4 separate regions of the Sus scrofa genome follow, and all the other regions are linked to region 2. A link is a contact called in public HiChIP or PLAC-seq and promoter capture Hi-C data. All regions are on one chromosome and are shown on one strand. Each heading gives the region's core, a stretch centred on a gene start, on an enhancer-like site or on the middle of the called end of the contact. The rest is flanking DNA. Distances are from core to core; before and after follow the strand shown.

Region 1 (3,508 bases), core at 184-2,683, 210 kb before region 2:
TGGACACTAGAGTGGGTGGGGATCTCACTACCTACCAAGCTACAGGGTTTACGGCAAAGGCGGGTTTACCTCTTAGCTGCTAAACACAACATACCAAGAACATGCTACACTCAGTTAAAGGAAGAGGAATTTATTTCCAGGGTTATCCTGGATTTCCTTGTTAGAGGAGTTTGTTGTTTTTATTTGTTTGTTTGAAGGGGCTGAGATGAGATGGTGAAAGAACTGCCCCCTCGGTGAGCTGGGAAGAGAGACCACACATTGGCCTAGTGGGTAGCAATCCCATCGCAAGCAGTGATTCTCATTTCCTAAGGGAGTCTTGCCTTCGAACGCGGCCTGCGGCAAGAAGCCAGCCGATCCGATTTAGAGTCTAGAAGGTTCAGAGAGACCTAACAGGAATTTCCCAGAACTGCTGTTTACTCTTCAGCCCTGGCAGAGGTCTCTCACTGCAGCACAAACTTTAACCTGGTACCACCCGGAGCCCCCTCCCCAGGAAGGGCCCTGGGGACACGATTTACATTTGGGACAGTTATATCCGGACACACACACTCTGACCTCTTCCCTGCCAGGCACCCACACTTACCAAACCAGTCCAAAAGAGAAAGAACAGGAACAACCAGGCCGTATCTGTGCATTTCCTGTAAATCTGAGGTCGCCATGCTCTTGGCCTGGGGCTCCTCTCAGAGGAAACCTTCCAGAAAAAACAAGAGCGTTGAAAGAGGATGAATAGCCATATGAATCCCACCCTGGAAAATGAACCCAAACTTCCTCGAAGACTGCTCAAAGTAACCTTTTTTTTTTTTTTTTTTTTTTGTAAAGTGGCCACAAGTTTTCATGGAGCCTTTGGACACCTGCCTTGTGTGCAGAGCGAGGGGAAGTCCCCAGGCGCCAGGTCCTTACCTGGAGGTGCACCTGGAGGCGGCCCCCCGGTTGGTGCTGGGCGGCCAGTCTCTCCCGCGCCTCCGCCCCAGCACCCGAATGGGGGTCCGAAGTTCTCCCCGCCAGGTGCCTCCGGCACGCGGGCCGGGGGGGTCTTGGGCCTCGGAGATCCAGGAGGCGGAAGCGTCCCGGCGGGGCAGGTGCGTGCAGGGCCCGAGCCTCCCTGCCCTCCCCCCGCCTCCCCGGCCAGGTGCGGGCCTTACCAGGTGCTCGGCGCCGAGACACTGCATCCTGCGCCCGGCGGCGGGGGCCGCGCACTGGGAGCCCACGCACCGCCTGCGGCAGGCCAGCCCCGGGCCCCGCGGCCGAGCGGCGGGAAGGGGCGCAGCGCCGCCCCGCGGCCGCCTCCGAGCGCCACGGACTTCGCCCCGGGCGCCGTCCCCGGCGGGCCCCGGCTTCCGCGCGCACCCCTGCCGCGCGGTTCTCGGGCAGTCGGCGCAAGTCTCAACCGGCTCGGAACGAGAGGCACCTGCCCGTCCGCCAGCCTCAAAACAGCGCGCGGTGCCGCTCCCGGGATACCTGGGTTCCCGCTGGTCCTGCCACGACCCCCGGGGCGCTCCTCGCTTCGGCCTTATTAGGAGGCGGCCCCCGCAGGGAGCAGGAAGCATAAAGTCTCTGCAAACCCTTCCAGAGGGCGGACGACGGTGGAGTGCTGAATTATACCCATATGGCCAACAGGTGAGTGCCCTTACCCCGCCGGATTCTGTTCGAGCTGCTTTACAAGCAGTCTTAACCAATCCAAAAGGCAAGAAACTACCATTATCCCCAGTCTACAGACGAGGGAAACTGAGGCATGGAAGCAGCGATGTAACTTGCTCGGGGACACGCAGCCAGCAAAGTGTAGAGCTAGGGATTGAACCCCGACACTCGAGGTGCTGTCAAGGTGGTTCTCCGCAAGCTTTCTTTCCACCAGGAGGGCGGGCCTGGGGCTGGGGCTCTCCCACCACGCCTGGCCTGGAGAAACTAGAGCAGCTGGAGGAACCGCGGGTTCCAGGCGGTAAAACGAGAGTAAAAAACCCCGGGGAGGCTGAGGACTGCCTAAATCTGTGGGCGTGTAGGCGGGGGGTGGCGGCAGAAGACGAGGTAGAGGAGATGAAAGAATTTCAGGTTCTGCTCTCGCCTCTCTCCCACGTTGGCCTGGGACAATCGTGCCACCTTTCGCTACTGAAATGGTAGCAACCAACGAAGCCACTTATGGAGGGGGGATCCTCCGGGTAATAGCCGACCAGCACAAAAGTACTGTTTGGGTGAGAAAACATCTGAAGCTGGGCCCGTTTCAGTCGCTATTCCTCCGCATCCACAGTCCCAGGGCTGCTGCGTTACCGTTTTCAGCCCTGCTTGGCCCTGAGGGTAGGAACCTGGCTGAGGAGTGATCTGGTTTAGTGTCAGAGGATGGGAGAGACGGATAGTGGTTCTCTGGTGCCTGAGACTTCAATTCTGGCCTCATTGTCCCCTCCCACCCTAACTCACGCCGCCTTTTGCTTGCCTATTTATCAGAGTAGCTGAAATTCCAAGGGAACATGAATTCACAGTCCAAATAACTAGACCTCCGTGTACAGCTACTATAAAACAACAACTGAACAATGTATATACCATCCGAAACTGCATTACTAGGACGGATGAAGCAAGATTTTTAAGTAAGCATGAGAAATAATACATTTAAGAAGGTGAGGACTGACAATAGCAATGTGAATCAGGAAAAATATCATGAAACTATAATGAATAGAAATGATTAACGTGAAAATTTTGGTAGTGGGATGAATATGTATCCATGCCAGTTATTAATAACATGGGATATAGAGTAGAATAGATGCAGCTGAAGAGGAATCAGTGATTGGAAAGAGTAGTTTCAGCAACTCTCCAGAGGCAGCAGGAAAAGTTAAAACAAGGTGGCTTATTTTTAACATTTCCTAATTAATATCGAGAAAAGGAGTTCCCGGCGTGGCGCAGTGGTAACGAATCGACTAGGAACATGAGGTTGGGTCGGTCCTGCCTGCTCAGTGGTTAACGATCCGGCGTGCGTGAGCTGTGGTGTAGGTGCAGACGCGGCTCGGATCCGTGTGCTGTGCTCTGGCGTAGGCTGGCAGCTACAGTTCCGATTCAACCCCTAGCCTGGAACCTCATATGCGCGGAGCGCCAAAAATAGCAACAACAACAACAATGACAAAAAAAAAAAGACAAAGACAATATCGAGAAAAGAACTAGAACAGAAAGAGCATGATATAAAAATGGAGAGGAGGAAATATTTGAAGGCATAATGGAGATAAAATTCAAGGTTGAAAGAGGGAAATAAACTTCAGATTGAAAGGGCAGGTCTCAAGCCATATACATATTTCAAATATATATCTATTTTTTTTCAAATATCTATTGTTTGGGAATTTCCTAAAAACCCACTTATTAGAACAATAGACTGACTACCCAACTAATTCTCATCAGAATAATGGCTCCTCGTCAGAACCACAGGTCCGTCAGTTGGGTTGTCACATGACTGTATCTTTCAGGACTCACTTCAAACCTGGCTGTGCCCACCAGTCCTCAACTATTTAATGACAAACCCGCCCAATCTAATGAG
Region 2 (3,152 bases), core at 81-2,580:
GCGTAGTTTTGCAAATATAAACTTTGTGGGGTTTAGAATCGGAAGAGGGCTCAAAGAGGAAACCAGCAAGCACAGCTTTCAGCTTCCAGGAAAGAAAGACTCCCAGAGCTAAACCTGGATGTGCTATTTCAGTTCAAGCAAAGGGGGGAAATTAAATTTCAAAAAGTATTATTTCTTTTAAAATGAGTGTAATGCTATGGCTCAGGAGGCTATATGGAAACATGCAGAGAGCAGGCACTAAAATGCAAGGCTCATTTCCCAAGGGGAAAAAATAGGAGACTCCACTCCTCCCTAAAAACTCCCCAGTCTGCCTTGGAGACAACTACAGAGTAAAGAATAATGGGAAGGACTTTGACAAAACCAGGTACTACGCTATTCAGTAAAACAAAAGAGCTTTATTCTTTTATTCTCCCGACAACTTTACAGCAAAGCCCAGAAGAGGAAGCCAGAAAATTCCGAAGAACCAACGCTGAAGTCTGATTTTATTTTTTAATTTCATTTTTGGTTTCTTTATATTTGAGCGGAACTAACTCAACCCCCCAAAACGTCTTCAACGTGAGAACAATCCTTTCTGAAACCACAGGGCGGCAGATGTCACGCTGGGATTCTCCCAGAGGCACACTGCCAGATCTGGGGGCAGCTCTTCTTCGATCACTAACCCAAGATGGGCTGGGCCGGGCCTGGGTTGGGTGACCTTGGAACCTGTAAAACACCTGCAGAGACCTACGCTAAGGGCCCCGGGAGGTAGGCAGCCCGGGTATTGTCGCCTTCGGGGTAGAAGATGAACCCGCAGCTGGGAGAAGGCTCTGCTTCTCTGCACGCTCTTACTTGGCTGTCGATTCCAAGGCTGAGCCCCACGTAGGCAAAGCGCCGGGAACTGTTCCGCGTTGCCCGAACCCAGCCCGGAGCGGGTACTTTCTTACTAAAGTCGGTAAGTGCTGCGCCCCCGCCCGCCCAGACACCGCACCGCCAAACCGAAGCGGGGACGGCTTCCCTCCACCTCGAGGACTCTTTTCCACCGCCCCCTTCTTCCCCACAGACCTGCCGCCCACCCAGGCCTGGGTGCCCCGGGGGCTGGACGGCTGGGGGCCCGGTTCCGCTCAGCACCTGGAGCCGCCGAAGGGAACCAGCGCTCGGCGGCGGGTTGAATCACGGGTGAATCAGCCCTTGCAGGCTCTTGGAGTTTCCTACGGGAGGGGGCGGGACCAGGGCGGGGCCTCGCCGGGGCCCGCCCACCGGGCGTCGGGAGCCGGGCTGGGGGCGGGGCGGCGGGAGGAGCGGCGGGGGCGTGCGCGCGGCTCTTTAAAGCGCGCGGGGCCCGGGCTCCCGCAGACGCAGGGCTCACCGCGCCCCTCCCGCTCCAACCGGAGACCCCAGGCGCCGCCAGCCCACCACCCCAGCCTCCCGGGCGCCGTGGAATCCTCCCGACCTCGCGGCCAACTCTTGGACATGGCGACCCCCACCGGACCCCCGGTGTCCTGTCCCAAGGCCGCCGTTGCTCGCGCGCTCCTGCTTGGCTGGGTCCTCGTCCAGGTGGCTGGAGCCACAGGTGAGTGGCACCCGCCCCTTGAAGCCCTGGGGCGCTCTACTGGGAGGAGGGGGAACAGTCCTGCCTGGCAGTGGCTCACTCCGCTGCCCCAGGACCCCCGAGGACCCGCTGGCACTTCTGCTAGTGGGTTTGAGGCTCTCGCTTTAAGTTTAGGGAAGGAGCTTCCCAGGGAGCCGCCGCCGTGAAGGTTGTGGGCCGTGGGGTCCGCACCTGCAGTGTTTCAGTATTATCCTTCATTACCTATGCACTGCCCGTACTAAAAAGCGGCCCTCGGGCTTGTTCGTCTGTATTACATGGGGTTCGAGGCAATCCTGTTGCAAAATGTCGCTTGGATTGGAGCAGGCACCACATCATGCATGCCCTCTAAGCCTGGTCTGGGGGGGGCAGGGGCTGGGGCGCAGGGCAGAGACTGACCCGCTGAGAACTGGCCAAGCAGGCCTTAGTAATAAAGCATCCTAACCGATTTCATGGGACAGGCATAGCAACTCTGCCTGGGTGTCCGTGGAAGTTTCAGTATGGACACATTTTAGATAAAAGTGAAAAAAGTCAAGCTTTGGCTTCTTTAGTGTATGCATTCTTAATTTCCCTCACACACATGGGCTTTGCCTGTTACCATAATTTACCGAAAACCTAATGAGTTCATCCTGGAGACCTGCCCTTCCCTGTCGCCCTTCCCTAGCTGGGCCATGGGCAGCCTGGGCCAATGAGGACTGCTGGGCTGTGCTTCCAGGTCACTGTCACAGGGCATTTTCCCTGTGAATAATTTCAAACAAGGATTTCAAGATCCTTGTGTGTTTCCTGAGATTACCAGGTCATTCTTGCTGAGGGGAAATTCTGGGTTTCGGAAAAAAATGCAGATTTGTCTCACGGTAATTCAGTTAAAGCTTTTGTGGTTGGGAAATAATTAAGGAGGTTTGTGATGTCGGGTGTAGGACGATGTTTTCTGCTATCGACCCAAAATCGTGTGCTGAGACATTCATGTAAACTGAATAGCTGTTTCTCTGTTGTTTAAAGGCACTACAGATGTAATTGTAGCATATAACTTAACTTGGAAGTCAACTAATTTCAAGACCATTTTGGAGTGGGAACCCAAACCCATTAATTATGTCTACACTGTTCAGATAAGGTAAGCTAGGTACCAAAAAAAAAAAAAAAAACCCAAAAAAAACTGTTTCCACTTTGCTGTGCTCAATATGGTTGTCTTTAAAGCTGATTAATGGATGATTTAGCCATGATGATGAAGGCATTCATGGAAATTTGCTGTCCAGAGCCATACTCTGTCAAGCCTGTGACATTTCCAGACCTTAAACTCATAGAACTTTGTCAGTTTCTGGAGATTGTGGGGCACTTCCTAAGCAGCACGTAAGCTGTGGAGAATGAACCTTCTTGAGCAGGTCCCAGTGGCACCGATAGATGTGGCTCTGGATCGCTGGGAACTCATCTCCTCTAAGCCCACCCGTCTTTTTCTCTGCTGTCTAGACTGCGAGCCGGATCTAACATGTTGGAGAAGAGACAGGGAGGAATTCGGATGTATACATTGCCCTCAAGCAGTGTTTGATTCATTAATTTTCGGACTCGTGATTCAAAATTGGGTTGCATACAT
Region 3 (3,189 bases), core at 684-3,183, 160 kb before region 2:
GACAGCACGGACCTCCTGAGTAAAGGCAGTGCCCGTAGTCACTGCGTCCCACATCCGGGGCTCCTCTGCTAGTGTCCAGCGCAGTGACACTCGTAGCCTCATGAAGGGCATTGGCCAGCCTGAGCAGACACATGATACTGGCTTGATTTTTAGGTCGCCTCTGCTCAAGTGGTGGCAAAGACGGGCACCTGTAGCCCAGGTCATATCCCACCAGTCTGTTACCAAAGTGGAAAGAGATTTCTCTTTCCCAGGAAGACTGGTGAAAGTTCCAGGGCTGATGCTCATCGGCCCAGCATGGGTCACATAGCATGGCCGTGACCTGGATCCGCTAGGCCTGGGCAGGTAACCACTCTCAAGCCCTTGGACTGAGATTGGGGCAGAAGTGATTCTCTGAGGAAAACTGAGTTCTCTCTTCTTCCAAGAAGAGGTCATGAGTGCTGCGCTGCAAAACCTCACATGTCCACACTTTCTGACTTGAGATACAAGACTGGGTGTGAAGTCAAAGCCAGAACTTAAATGAAGAATGGGCCTCCTGGAAGTTCCCATTGTGGCTCAGTGGTAACAAGCCTGACAGGGATCCATGAGGATGCCAGTTTGATCCCTGGCCTCGTTCAGTGGGTAAAAGGATCCAGTGTTGCCATGAGCTGTGGCATAGGTTGCAGATGCGGCTTGGCCTGCATTGCTGTTGCTGTGATGTAGGCCGGTAGCTGCAGCTCCAATTCAACCCCTAGCCTGGGAACCTCTATGTGCTGTAGGTGTGGCCCTAGAAGAAAAAGAAAAAGAATGGATCGTGTAAGGCCTTCATGTAGCCAGCGTAGCTATAACGTTCCTAGAAAGTGAAGGGGTTTTCCCTGACCTGTTCTAGAACGTTTCTTAAGAACTAAGTACACTCAGGCATGCAGCTCTGGAAAATAACCCCGTGATTAACAAATATATGGACTAGAAACTGAGGGAAGGGCAGACAGGAAGCTAAGAGAGAAGGCTCACATCCTGTCAACAAATAGGTAGCATTACTTAGAATAAAGAGGAAATGAAGCAAGAATTGAAATTGGGAAGTGATTATTTTTTTGGGGGGGAAATGATGCAACATTTGCATTAATATATAGCCTAAAGAAAACCCCAGTAATTTCCATTATTGTGATATTATTAGATGACAGTGACATTTTTTTTATTTCTTCCTGATCATTTTTTAAGAGATGAGTTCACCTAACCCGGCAATCAAATTCTCCTCCATCAGGTCAAGTCCCTCTCATTCTTCAAGGCCACCTCTTCACAGGTGCCATTCAGGTACCATCTTTCCAGATTCATGTAGGGAGAGAACTTTTTCCTCTCTTTCTCATCAGATTTTCTGCTTTTGTATGGCCCACTCAGAGAGTACTTGGCGTGTTGCACTGTGATTTTTTTCATTTGTTCAAAAAGCCCAGTCACTTAGTATGAAGGTCTCCAATTCCACTAAGTGAAGTAAGGCAGAAAGAGAAAGACAAATACCATATGATATCACTTATATCTGGAATCTAATATATGGCACAAATGAACCTTTCCACAGAAAAGAAAATCATGGACTTGGAGAACAGACTTGGGGTTACCAAGGGGAAGGGGGAGGGACTGGGATGGATTGGGAATTAGGGGTTAATGGATGCAAACTCTTGCCTTTGGAATGGATGAGCAGTGAGATCCTGCTGTGCAGCCCTGGGAACCATATCTAGTCACTTATGATGGAGCATGAAAATGTAAGAAAAAAGAATGTATACATATATGTGTGAATGGGTCACCATGCTGTACAGTGGAAAATTGACAGAACACTGTAAATGAGCTATAATGGAAAAAATAAAAATCATTATTAAAAAAGAAAAAAGAAGCCCAGTCCAGCGCAAGCTGTGAGACCTGACTTCCTTTGACTCCTCTGAAATGCAGAGGAAGATAACAGTTCCTTCCACAGAGGGGTGCTGTGAGAATGCAATGAAAGGCCTGATGCCTGGGCCGGCACTTAGCACGGTCTGGCAGATGGTGCAAGCTCGGCAAATGCCAGTGCCCGTTAGTGTTTATTCTCATTAACATAATAGGAATTATTATTGATGTGTCCTCCACCAGCTGGTGAGCTCCTGGAGGACAGCAGCTATTCTGAGGTCAGAGTGGGTACCCTTCATATGTGGAAAGAAAAAAAGAAAGAGGCAGAGGGATAAGGGAAGAGAGAAGGAGATGGAGGGAAAAGAAGGAGGGAGTAATAATGGGAGCACTTAGGAAGGGGGCACTGCCAGGTGTGTCCAGAAGTAACAGCCCACGTGGCCAGAATTGGCATATCCAGCCAGGAAGGAGCTTGAGGACCTTTGTTTTATAGATGAGATGAAGGGGCCAGGAAAAGGTAAGGAGCAGGTCCAAGACCACGAAATAGAGCTGGAGTTGAGGCTCTCTCTCGGGGTTACTCCTCACAGCCCCTGCCGTTGCCCAGGGCAGATTTTTGTCCTCTGCATTTTCCTTAGCAAAGTGCTAAGAGCTATGAGACTGGCTCCTTTTTTAATACGCTTTTCCAGCAAGCGCAGGGAGCTGTTCTAAAATATTGTGGACCATCCACATATTTTTACAACTCGTCATGTCATGCAGCCATATGGCTCGAGGAGCCTCAGCTGATCCATGCCCCTGGGAACACTGGACATTTCCTACCCACCCCAGATGGAGAGTGAGGAAATCCTAGATACTTGGTGGGAATTTTTCAGTGTCTCCTGTGAAAACCAGAAGACAGCTGCTAAGGAGGAACACAGCCCCGGCCTTAATCTGGTTGGCTCCCAAGGATCCATCCTGTTTGCCCCCAAAATGAGCATCACTGACTTTAATTGCAAGTAATGAGGCAGTAAAGAAATACAGTGTGTGTCCTTCTTGAGTATAGGTTTGGACCAAACTGCCTTCAAGGGTCCCTGGCCTTCCTTGGGAAATGGGCTTGCCTTTAGCTGACCTAAGAGCCCAAACAGGGTACCTGCTGCTCTTTCTGGAGGGAGAAACAGAAAAGAAACCCATCTCTGCGTTTGGGTGGATTTGGTTCCTCCGAAATGAATGAAAACTAAGAGACTTGCGGGGAGGGGATGTAGGCATGAACTTGAGAAAAAAGAGCCACCTGGGGTGTTGTAATGCCTGCAGGATTCTTTAACATCTTCCCCCACGGGCAGTGTGCCCTCATGCATGTGGGTGACATCA
Region 4 (3,364 bases), core at 53-2,552, 180 kb before region 2:
GAGGCCAGGGATCGAACCTACATTCTCATGGATACTAGTTGGGTTCATTACTGCTGAGCCACAACGGGAGCTCCAGAAATGATCTCTTAAGGATAACCATGCAGCACTGCACTAGTTGTGAGGAACATTCCAGGTAGGTAGGGCTGCTGAAGGCTTTACCTGTCACCTGGTGATTTCAGGTTTTGGCATTTAGAGAGAGAGAGAAAGAAAGAAAGCAAAGGAAAAGAATGAGATTGACTGTGCTAAGAGATATGCATGGGTAATGTCGTTTTTATTCCAGAAACTTTCAATAATGGAAATCTAACACAAATACTGCATATCATTTTAGCCCAAAATAAAAATGTGTTTTTATTTGTCCATATGCTCTTCTAATTCCTGTGATATGCAATTTTAACCTATTTATGCATCAAATATATATGTGTGTGTATATGTATGTGTATATATATATATTTATAATTTTTTTTTTTTGCCTTTTAGGGCCACACCCATGGCATATGGAAGTTCCCAAGCTAGGGTTGAATTGGAGCTGCATCTGGTGGCCTATGCCATAGCCAGAGCAATGCAGGATCCAAGCCACATCTGCAGCCTACACCACAGCTCCTGCAATGCTGGATCCTTAACCCACTGAGCAAAGTCAGGGATTGAACCTGCAACCTCATGGTTCCTAGTGGGGATAGTTAATCACTGAGCCACGAAGGGAACTCCCCATCATAAATATTTTATGTTTTACCTAAATTCATGTATAAGAGATTTTTTAAAAAAGAATGACAGATGCACTTTTGGTGCTCCTAGACAGAGCAGCAGTCCTAAGTTACACAACACAGTGAGTTGTGGGTTTCCTTTTGCCTTTGCCCACGGCACCCTCATCATTTTGGTATTGCAGCTCACCTGTGAAAAATGAGAGCCTGTGACTCATCAAACATATTGAGTGGAAAAAACGACTGGTGCTTGATCTCAGTGTCACAAAGATGGAAAGATGTGGCATCCAATGCGGCGGCACTTGAAGGGCCTCCGTGTCAGGCAGGTCACCAGGCAAAACTTCCTCCTGTTGGTGCCCTTTCATTTCCTACTCTTCATTTTTCTTCTTACTGTTCCCCACCACTCCTTCCTCAAAAGCCCGTGGAAACCTAGGAGAAGGGATCCGACTGGATGGTTTTCCACGGTGCTTGTTGTGTGCCAGGTGCAAAGGTCCTGGTATGGGAGGTACTCTTCTCCACTTTGCAGATGCAGGGATTGAGACACTAGGGAGGAAGTATCTTGCGCAAGATCCGTTGGTAAGTGATGGAGCGCCTGTTCCCACACAGATCTTTGCAATTCTGTGGATCTTGCTAATTATAGACGAGGCTCTTTTGCAACACCACACTGCCTCAATGCAGAACCTGGGGCAGAAATGATAGCAAAAAAAAGAAGTTTTAGAATTGGCTGCTTATTCTTTGAATTATATGATCTCTCTCTCTCTCTCTCTCTCTCTCTCTCGGCTTTCTTTTCATTCCCGCAGCTTGAATTTACTGTCACCGCCTTCTACAAGCTGGGGACATTCAACAATAGACATAATTGTTTTGAGAATATGGTTTTATGTAATAGGAAGAGGTATTTCAGAAATGTAAACTGGAGGAAAAGGAAAAAAAAAAAATCCTGAGAGTTTCCACCCCCCCCCTTGTTTTGTTGTCTGTTGGGTGGATTCCATTCAGAACGTAATTTAACCTCCTGGAGGACAAAGATAATTTCTTTTGTAATTTCTCCTCCTACAGCAGCAACTCGGTGTGCTTTTTCATGGAAAGATCTATTTTTAGAAAGGATGCAAGGCACGCTCAGCGCCATGAGTAATAACTGGAAAGATGACGCCTATGGCAGATAGTCACTCCAGGTCCTTCTTTGGAAGGCTTACAAATTGTTTTTTACACAATTTGTACACATTATCCTGTGATATGTGACACCTCATTGAATTTAAAAAAAAAAAAAACCCAGAGGATACACATACATGGTTTTGGGAATTCCTTCTATTTTCTGTAGAGTGACTCATTGCTTAGATGTACCAAGCTGGGGAGAGGAAGCATCTCTCTATTATTGTCTCATGAAAACACAAAGTGTGAACTAGGAACAGGCATGGCAGGGCTCTGCGGGCTCCCCTGCCCGCCCTCAGGTGGGAGGTGGCATCCAGAGAGGCTATTTGAGGCCCATACAGTGAAGCAACTGGGACACCATGAATAGACGGCCCAGGGAAGAGGGAGGGAACCATTTCATGAAGTCTACTTATGTATTTATTTAAAAAAATTTTTTAGGGCCTTACCCATGGCACATGGAGGTTCCTAGGCTAGGGGTCAAATCAGAGCTGTAGCCGCCAGCCTATGCCACAGCCACAGCAACGTGGGATCTGAGCCATGTCTGCGACCTACATGACAGCTCATGGCAAGGCTGGATCCTTAACCCACTGAGAAAGGCCAAGGATCAAACCCGCGTCCTCATGGATACTAGTCAGGTTCGTTTCCGCTGTGCCACAACGGGAGCTCCTGAAGTTTATTTATTTATTTTTGGCCACACCCACAGTATATGGAATTATCAGGCCAAGGATTGAACCTGCATCACAGTGGCGACCTGAGCCACTGCAATGACAATGCAGGATCCTTAACCTGCTGAGCCACCAGGGAACTCTGGTGACACTTATTTTTCTTTTTTGGTGTAATTCTCCCCAGTTTTAGAAGTCTGGTTATCGACTCAGACACAGCCAGCACTGATTCATAAAGGATAAAAATGGCTAAACAACAACACAAAAATTGGCTAGAATATGGATTTCCAAATTTTTGGAGTCCCTAAAATTATAGGGTGAACACCGGGGAAATTTGAGAGATGAGCCCTGAGTTAAATGGCTGGTCTCTTTCACCTCCGAGATTGTATCCATCTATAATGTTTTACTTTGCTAGGTCTGGTCTTCTGGGAGACCAATTTTCAGCTTCCCAGAATCCCAGGAAGATTTGACTAAAATAATCTGGATAAAAACCCCATGACACACACTCCCCTTTCGGGAAAACGGTGCTGACAGTAGCTGGGAAGAACTGGTGACCTCTGAAGGAAAGACACGTTTAACGATATAGCTGTCATTATTCCCGTGGGAGAAATAACTGTTCTCTAAAACCCACCATTTATAAATGGAGCCATGGCTTTTCTCCTACTAGATATGGGCAACTTTCCCCAGAATCGTGTGTGTGTGTCTTTTGCTAGGCATTGGTTGCACTGGTAGGTATAGTTTTGTTCAGTTTTCTGCCAGCGGATTTTTTTGGAATGATCATTTCATCGGTAGTTCAATTAAGTTGAAATGTATAGATTTAGAAAGAGAGTCTAAACATGATTTGGGTTTTATGTTTTG

The links. Promoter capture Hi-C pulls out the DNA fragments that hold promoters and counts their contacts. HiChIP or PLAC-seq counts read pairs in DNA pulled down with a chosen protein or histone mark.
Region 1: a promoter capture Hi-C map of fetal skeletal muscle shows a contact between it and region 2, with 4 times the contacts expected there. The contact joins the promoter of SLC44A3 here to the promoter of F3 in region 2. A contact is called at or near these places in 3 of 5 promoter capture datasets (fetal liver, fetal skeletal muscle and liver), 9 of 47 Hi-C or Micro-C datasets (adipocytes, blood, brain and 6 more) and 1 of 2 datasets of contacts at active chromatin or transcription factors (alveolar macrophages).
Region 3: an H3K27ac HiChIP or PLAC-seq map of alveolar macrophages shows a contact between it and region 2. The contact joins the enhancer-like site here to the promoter of F3 in region 2. A contact is called at or near these places in 3 of 5 promoter capture datasets (fetal skeletal muscle, liver and skeletal muscle), 7 of 47 Hi-C or Micro-C datasets (embryonic fibroblasts, fetal heart ventricle, liver and 4 more) and 2 of 2 datasets of contacts at active chromatin or transcription factors (alveolar macrophages and skeletal muscle).
Region 4: an H3K27ac HiChIP or PLAC-seq map of alveolar macrophages shows a contact between it and region 2. The contact joins the enhancer-like site here to the promoter of F3 in region 2. A contact is called at or near these places in 3 of 5 promoter capture datasets (fetal liver, fetal skeletal muscle and liver), 9 of 47 Hi-C or Micro-C datasets (adipocytes, blood, brain and 6 more) and 2 of 2 datasets of contacts at active chromatin or transcription factors (alveolar macrophages and skeletal muscle).

What each region holds. Positions count from the first base shown.
Region 1 is chr4:122,620,214-122,623,721 of Sscrofa11.1, forward strand. It overlaps SLC44A3 (choline transporter-like protein 3), which reads right to left and starts at 1,434. Exons shown (of 15, transcript XM_021090183.1): 1 at 1,140-1,434; 2 at 581-688. The coding sequence starts at 1,166.
Region 2 is chr4:122,825,688-122,828,839 of Sscrofa11.1, forward strand. It overlaps F3 (coagulation factor III, tissue factor), which reads left to right and starts at 1,331. Exons shown (of 8, transcript NM_213785.1): 1 at 1,331-1,549; 2 at 2,564-2,675. The coding sequence starts at 1,450.
Region 3 is chr4:122,668,013-122,671,201 of Sscrofa11.1, forward strand. No RefSeq gene overlaps it. Among named protein-coding and RNA genes, the nearest start is that of SLC44A3, 48 kb to the left of the region's middle. Within about 2 kb of position 1,934, at least 21 of the 83 cell types and tissues checked have an H3K27ac peak or open chromatin away from gene starts, as enhancers often do. A contact at or near this core is called in alveolar macrophages, where this site is marked.
Region 4 is chr4:122,644,384-122,647,747 of Sscrofa11.1, forward strand. No RefSeq gene overlaps it. Among named protein-coding and RNA genes, the nearest start is that of SLC44A3, 24 kb to the left of the region's middle. Within about 2 kb of position 1,303, at least 5 of the 83 cell types and tissues checked have an H3K27ac peak or open chromatin away from gene starts, as enhancers often do. A contact at or near this core is called in alveolar macrophages, where this site is marked.